2 separate regions of the Mus musculus genome follow, and region 1 is linked to region 2. The links are chromatin contacts, called in public HiChIP or PLAC-seq maps. All regions are on one chromosome and are shown on one strand. Each heading gives the region's core, a stretch centred on a gene start, on an enhancer-like site or on the middle of the called end of the contact. The rest is flanking DNA. Distances are from core to core; before and after follow the strand shown. Region 1 has its middle 8.7 kb from the start of Gm10747. Region 2 overlaps Ptprr (protein tyrosine phosphatase, receptor type, R).

The links. HiChIP or PLAC-seq counts read pairs in DNA pulled down with a chosen protein or histone mark.
Region 1: an H3K27ac HiChIP or PLAC-seq map of the NIH/3T3 cell line shows a contact between it and region 2, with 7 times the contacts expected there. The contact joins two enhancer-like sites. A contact is called at or near these places in 2 of 39 promoter capture datasets (frontonasal cranial neural crest and hippocampal neurons) and 2 of 115 datasets of contacts at active chromatin or transcription factors (the NIH/3T3 cell line and extraembryonic endoderm stem cells).

What each region holds. Positions count from the first base shown.
Region 1 is chr10:117,031,715-117,035,444 of GRCm38.p6, forward strand. No RefSeq gene overlaps it. Among named protein-coding and RNA genes, the nearest start is that of Gm10747, 8.7 kb to the right of the region's middle. Within about 2 kb of position 2,292, at least 28 of the 459 cell types and tissues checked have an H3K27ac peak or open chromatin away from gene starts, as enhancers often do. A contact at or near this core is called in the NIH/3T3 cell line, where this site is marked.
Region 2 is chr10:116,259,369-116,262,765 of GRCm38.p6, forward strand. The region is part of intron 13 of Ptprr (protein tyrosine phosphatase, receptor type, R); the gene reads left to right. Among named protein-coding and RNA genes, the nearest start is that of Ptprb, 40 kb to the right of the region's middle. Within about 2 kb of position 1,998, at least 116 of the 459 cell types and tissues checked have an H3K27ac peak or open chromatin away from gene starts, as enhancers often do. A contact at or near this core is called in the NIH/3T3 cell line, where this site is marked.

The DNA.
Region 1 (3,730 bases), core at 1,042-3,541, 770 kb after region 2:
AAAATGCAAATCAGAATCTAACCCACCTGCCCGCCCCTCCTCACAACCCGCAACCTGGTCAACAGCAAACACCAATCAATGCCTGTGCAGCCCAGGACATAACCAGGGATTATCTCAGGCAGGGACTGCAAGTCTTTCCAGACTTTTGGCCTTAGTCCTGTGAACGCAACTCTTAGGACAGTTTTCCCGTTGATATGACTGCTGAATTGGAAAAAACCCAACTAAGCAATATCAGGACTCTCTGATTGCACATCTTACAAAATCTAGAAGACCCCAACCTTCCCGTAGAGCTTTTGAACCGTAATCCAACTTGAATCCCTCACCACACTCTACGCTGTCCCTCAGCATCTCTGAGTATGCCGTCAGCATGTCCCCGACTGTGGCAAATACAAAATTCCCTAAAAAACCTCACGTGAGCCAGACCAGATATTAACTTTTTGTTTGAGCTTCTTTGTTTCTGAATTTTAGAAGATGGGCCCAATTCTACCTTGTGCCCCAGGTGCCAATGGTGCCATGGAACTCTCTTCTCTGAGCTTCTAATTTCAGGACAATTGCCTCACAGAGATGAAGGGGAAGTACATTTTGTGTCTCGAAACAAATAAGACATTTCTAAAGTTGATTTTGTGCAGAAATTCTATCCTGTTCCAAGTTCCTTGGGTAGTGGCTCTGCATCAGATGCGATCTTGCACCCAGGAGACACTAGGTAGTGTTGAGAGATGTTTTCGATCATCATACTGGAAGTGTTACTGGTACATAGTGGAAGAGGCCAAAGATGCTATTGAACACCCTGTGATGCACAAAATCAACTTTAGTGCTGGTTCCCTAAAAGTTTAGTGTACCCAGAAGCAAGCATGGTTCCGTTTGTCTGTCTATCTGACTGACTGTTATTTGTTCAGGTATTGATGCTGGGTTTTGCCAGTACACAGAACAGTGCACGGGCCTCCTTGTTACAGATATTCAGCTTCTACACAAGAGGCCAGTTCCTGATGCCAGGGGGAACCCTGCTCTACTGACTACAGTGCTGCCCAGAGAGCAGTCTACAGGGACGGGGGTGGGAGTGGGAGGGTGGGGGTTAGGGGGCTCAGTTAGGGCAGGGAGGAAGAACAGCCATGCTGAATGAGATGATGGGTACCAGAGGAAGTCAGCTTTCATTTTGTTTCTTATGTGGTTGTAGTCGATAACTGTTATTACTATTAACAGTCAAAAAGAATGCAGGGGCTTTGATATCTGGCTTGAGTCTGTGGACTTGGTTGTTGGCCACCTGTGGCAGGGCTTAGTGTCCTTAGGGGTGGCTGAGTGAGGCAAACAATTGAAATTTTAAAAATATATATATGAGGGACCCTCTAGAGACCTTTTTTTCTTTTATTATATGTTTTTATTGGTTTATTTAATTCTTCATTCATTTCGTGTGGAGACAGAGGGTAGGCATGTGGAGATCAGAGGGAAACATACTGGAATCAGTCACTTCTTCTGCTATGTGGATCTTGGGAATCCAACATAAGCCACCAGGCTTGGCTGCAAGCACCCTCACTCGCTGAGCCATCTCGCTGGCCCATCACATCAGCCTCGACCACACTGCCTTTGCAGTGATATCCTGAGCCCGCTGTGTCACCAGCGTCACGCTAAGGCCTCAGCACCACAGTGAGAACCCCGAGCATCAATGTCAGCCTTCCTGCTTCCCATCAGTAGTTTCATGTCTAAAACCTCCAAGGTTCGAGGTCCCAGAAGTTCAAGGCCACACTGGGCTACCTAATGAGACTATAATTAAAAAAAAAATTAAAAGGCAGAAGAGATGGTTCAGTGTATACTGTATATATGTGTGTGTGTGTGTGTGTGTGTGTGTGTATGTATATGTATATATGTATATATATATATATATATATATATATATATGCACTGAACTATATATATATATGATATATATATAAACATATGTTAAAAACATAACATATATATGTTAAAAACATTTACTATATACACATATATATAATAAATAAAACACATCTTAGGAATTAGTGGTGTTGCCCTTCAGGGAGAAGGCAGGAAACCAGATCCTGGCAGGAGACTCTCTGGTTTGAATGGAATATGCCCTCCTACAGGTGGTCAGGTCAACTTCCGCTCCTGCCAGGGAAACCAGGCAGCACCAGCTCGAAAGGGGGTTTCTTTCTCAACCTTAGCTGGAGGCTTCCACACCGGCAAGCAAGACGTTTCTGCTTTCTCCCATCTGTCTACCTATGAATCATAAATGCCACGCCGGTGTTGACTCCCAGGGCCAGGAGTGCCCCCTGGTGGCCATATGACCAACTTATTTCTCTTCTCCTGGTGGGTAAAGCCAGCCAGCTATCTGATGAGCTACACAACTCTCTCTCCCGCCCAAAAGCAATTATTTGGATGTTGATGACTAATAATAAGCATTTACCACGATCCAAATGTGTCATCAAAACCTTACTCAGACTGTCCCCTTTAAGACTCACAAATTCTATGATCTATGATAATATCCTGCAGTTCACAGTTCAGATTGCTTGTCTCTGGGACACCTAGACCCCTCTTATATATTTTAAAGATATGTTATGTGTACGAGTATTTCATCTGTATATACATATGTGTACCGCGTCTGATGTGTGATGCCTGCAGAAGAGGATTCTGGATTCCCTGGGACTGGAGTTACAGTTTGTGCGCTGCCATGTGGGCGCTGAGAATTAAACCCTGGTCCTCTGGAAAAGCAGCCAGTGCTCCTGACCGCTGAGCTAGCTCTGCAGCCCAAGAATACTCTTAAAGACACTTTCCACCAAACACTCTCTACCTTCCATTTTGACCCATGATTCGTCTCTGATTTCTACAGATTTGCATTCCCAGCAACAGGTGGTTCTTAGGGCATCCAGGTCAGCTTGACCTGGAGTTTACGCCAGCATATCCCCCCCCCCCTCCACCCGTCCCCACTCCCGTGTCCCAGAATGCCCCAGGGTACTACCCAGAAAGAGCCAAGGTTTCTAAGGAACAGGTCACGTGGGATAGGTCAGATGGGGGTGGGAGGATGGCCTGAATGCACCGTTCTCCCTGCAGGTATTTTAGAAGGGACCGCTGGGGACGTGGGGCTGCCTCACTTCCGGCACTGGATATTAAAGAGCCTGGTCTTAGGCTCAGAGCTTGCTGAGCCCTGGACAGTCAGAAACCGGGCCTGAGATTCTGGGGGAAGTTTTGCTATGGGGATGTGGCTCTCCCCACAAATCTTTCCACTTTTCAGTTTCTTCAAAAGCATTTCCCTCTTGTTGAAGCCTCTGGGCCTCACATCAGGACTGAGACACCTCCTGCCGGATGCAGCCACTGTCTGTGCAGGTCGGAGCTCATGACCAAGAGCTCTCTCATGTAGAGTGTCCAGTTGCGACTTGTCTCAGAATTTGCAAGTGAATGTGAGAAATAATGAAAGAAAAGGAGGGGGGCATGTCTACCTCTCGAGTATGGAAAATATTTTTATTGTAGATATAAAGGAGAAAGTAGGCAGAGGGAAGAGTCCAGGCCAGCAGGACCAAACCGGACTGCGAGAGGGGTGGAGTGGGAGGGGTGGGATGAGGGAAAGCAAGAGAGGAGCCTCGGGCTAAGGCAGCCCAGGCCAAGAGGAAAGAGAGTAAAGGGCAGACAAAAGGACCGGGAAACCAAAATGTCTGGATTATATAAGGAAGCGCAGATGGGGGGAGGGCAGCCCAACCCCTGGGCTGAAGAAGTTTAGGGT
Region 2 (3,397 bases), core at 748-3,247:
CTTCAGCCTCTGCTCTTCCTTCATAATCTCCCTGACCATCTTAGCCTTCTACTCAGGATCTTTCAGACATTTCAGAATGCGTTATTCAGGCAGCCAGAAATGTATCTCACTAAGATGTCTCCACCATGCTCTTCAAAGCACGTGACTCATCTAACTCACAAAATAAACTCAGAAGCACCATGGGTGGCAGTGGCAGGAGGACATTCCTCTTCTCTTCTCATCTCATCCTTTGCTTTTTCCTTTTCCTTTTTCCTTTTTCCTTTTCTTTTCTTTTTTTTTTTTTCAAGAAAAAAAATCCACTAGGCCAGGCATAGTAGCACCTGGAGTTCAGAGTCACCCTCACCTGCACACTGAATTTGAAGACAGACTGGACTATATAAGAAAAACCTCATCAGAGAGAGGGAGAGAGAGAGGGAGAGGGAGAGGGAGAGGGAGAGGGAGAGGGAGAGGGAGAGGGAGAGGGAGAGGGAGAGGGAGAGGGAGAGGGAGAGGGAGAGGGAGAAGAGAAGAGAAGAGAAGAGAAGAGAAGAGAAGAGAAGAGAAGAGAAGAGGAGGAAGAGGAGGAGGAAGAGCAGGAGGAAGAGGAGGAGGAGGAGGAGGAAGGGAAGGAGGGAGGGAGGAAGGAACAGCCAGTAACTTGTTCAAAATCATATGGCTTAGTAAGTGGAAAAGGGGTTCATTAGAAATCCAAAACTAATGATTTCTAACTCGGATGCATAAATAGCTAGATAGACGTTAATAGGCTTTTGCAATGTTCACTGTAAAACTTCCTGATGAAACCATGCCATGTGGAAGGTGCTTTGCTAAAAAGCATACAGTGAGGAGGGAAGGAGGGGAAGAAAAGAATTCTAAAACACTTCTGGAGAAGAAACACTGAAGGTCTGAAAAGTTCCTCAGCAGACACCCATTTCCAACTGTTGACACATCCACCCACGCCGATTCAACCACACAAAACTCCCTTGAAGAACACTAGAGTAGGAAAGAAAGAAGTATAAGAAATTCAAACTATTTTTGTAACATTTGGTGGTAGGGAAAGGACTTGATCATTTTATGATTTGAACGGGGACCATGACATGGGGAAAAGGGCAGGCAGTCCTTAGATTGCTAAATCTTAATCGTATAAGAGATAATATTCAAGGTCCATGGGCCTTTTTGAACTCAGTGTGTGCTTGCATGTTTAGCTGCGTGCTTGTGTGCATGCGTGCATGTATGCATGTGTGTGTGCCTGCCTGCCTACATACATGCTTACATATATTTTGCCAGAGATTAAAACCCAAGGACTCAGGTTTGCTAGGCAAGCATTCTACCACTGAGCTATATCCCCTGTTTTTTTGTTGCTGAGACAACAGTTTAATTTCATTGCCCAAACTGACCTTGAACTCACTGAAGCCCAGTCAGGCCTTGACATTCCTGGGATTCCAGGCCTGCACCACCAGACCCAGCTTCCTAGCAATGGCCTCTGCCCACTGGTGCTGCAAGCCTGTGCACAGTGCATCTTCCGATCCCCTCACGCTGGGCATTGTTGCTCACACCTGAAATCCCAGCACTTGGGATACCGAGCAAGAGGATGACAGAGGGTTTAAGGCCATACTGAACTACACAGCGAGTTTGAGGCCGTCACAGGCTATAGAGGGAAATTCCATCTTTGTCTAAAAAAAGCAAATAATCTTCTCGTATCTCACAGCAGTTTCCTTAGAGAAGCCGAGGATGGCTAAGAGCTGAGGAAAAAACAAGACAGTGGCTTGGATATGGGGCTTATCTCGTGGCTGATGAGTCACGAGTCTGAGCACTGGGCAGAATCAGAAATCCTGGAGGAAAGATACTATGATCCGTGGTGGTTCTCCCAAAGTCAGGCAAGAACAGGTCCTCTGTACTCACATCTCAAACCTACATGTGTGCAGTAAACTCCTGTGTTCTGGTTCAGGCCCGAGTGTGTTGTGCTGAATGGGCGTTTCCAGTTCAAAGCAGCGACACAGCTTTCCAGGGGACTCTGGCAGGGCTCTGTTATTACTGGCTTTCAGGCAACATCTATAAATAGACACCACAGTTCTGGTGGCAGATTCATAAGTCTGCGGTTCCACTTTTAATAATACTTTCGAGCATATATGCAGCTAAAATAGGCTATCTCTCTTTTTTTTTTTTCTTTTTCTAAGTAGTTCAAATTCAGTGTGAGGCACCCACGAGTGTTTTATTTAGAAGCGTATTAGTGGAACTTCTGCTCTTCCCAGGGTTTTAGCTTTTATCAAGCTTTAAACAAAGGGAATGCTGTGGTAACTGTGTCTGAGGACAGTCTGGTGGGAGAGTGTGCAGGCAACCGTGCAACATGTAGAGTCAGGCATCTCAAGACCATGTCAAGATGCTCGAAGCAGACCCCACCTCTGCCACAGACTCTCTGTGAGCACCCCCCTTCCCTAGGCCCCTCAGCCTAGTCACACAAAGGAGCATGGAGCAGAGCATGTTGCCCAACCCCTGCTGGAATGAAAACCCCGTCATAGGAGTACACTAGTCCATAGGCCCCCACCTTGCATTCTGAATCTTATATTTGTAAATTAGATTTCATCCTCTGAATTCCCAGTAACACCCACGTGCATTTGAAAATCAGTGACATATGAACCATGGTCAGCTGGTGTCCTGATGCTGTTGGGAACTCGCATGAACCTGAGGACCCCTCTGCTAAGATGCCCTTGCACTGAGGTGCAGTGACTGGGGAGTGCTCCAATGTGTTCTAACGTCCCTCTTAGCTGTTGATTTACTGGGGTCTTGGTTCCATGAAGAACAATGACATGTGGTCATAGTATTCATAACATTTGCCTGCTACCCACTAGGAAAAGGATGCTGCGAAAATATCTGATCTCAGAAATAGTAACCGCAGGATTCATTCTTAAAGGGCAATCCAAGACAAAAAGGATAAACCCCATTTCCCGGGTCACATCACATAGTAAATGTGTGTGTGTGTATGTGTGTGTCTGTGTCTGTGTGTAAGTGTGTATGTGTGAGTGTGTGTGTTTGTGTGTGTGAGTATGTGTGTCTTTGTGTGTGTGAGTGTATGTATATGTGTGTGTGAGTGTGTGTATATGTGAGTGTGTATATGTGAGTATATGTGAGTATGTGTATATGTATGCATATGTGTGAGTATGTATATGTGTGTATCTGTGTGTGTATGTGTGAGTGAGTGTATGTGTGTACGTCTGGGTGTGTATGAGTATGTACGTGTGTGAGTGTGTGTATGTGTGTGTGAGAGTGTATGTGTATATGTGTGTTTGTGTGTGTGTGTGTATATATATATATATATATATATGTATGTGTGTATGCATATGTGTGTATGTGTGAGTGTGTGTGTGTATGTGTGAGTGTGTGTGTGTTTGTGAGTATGTGTATGTGAGTGTGTATATGTGTG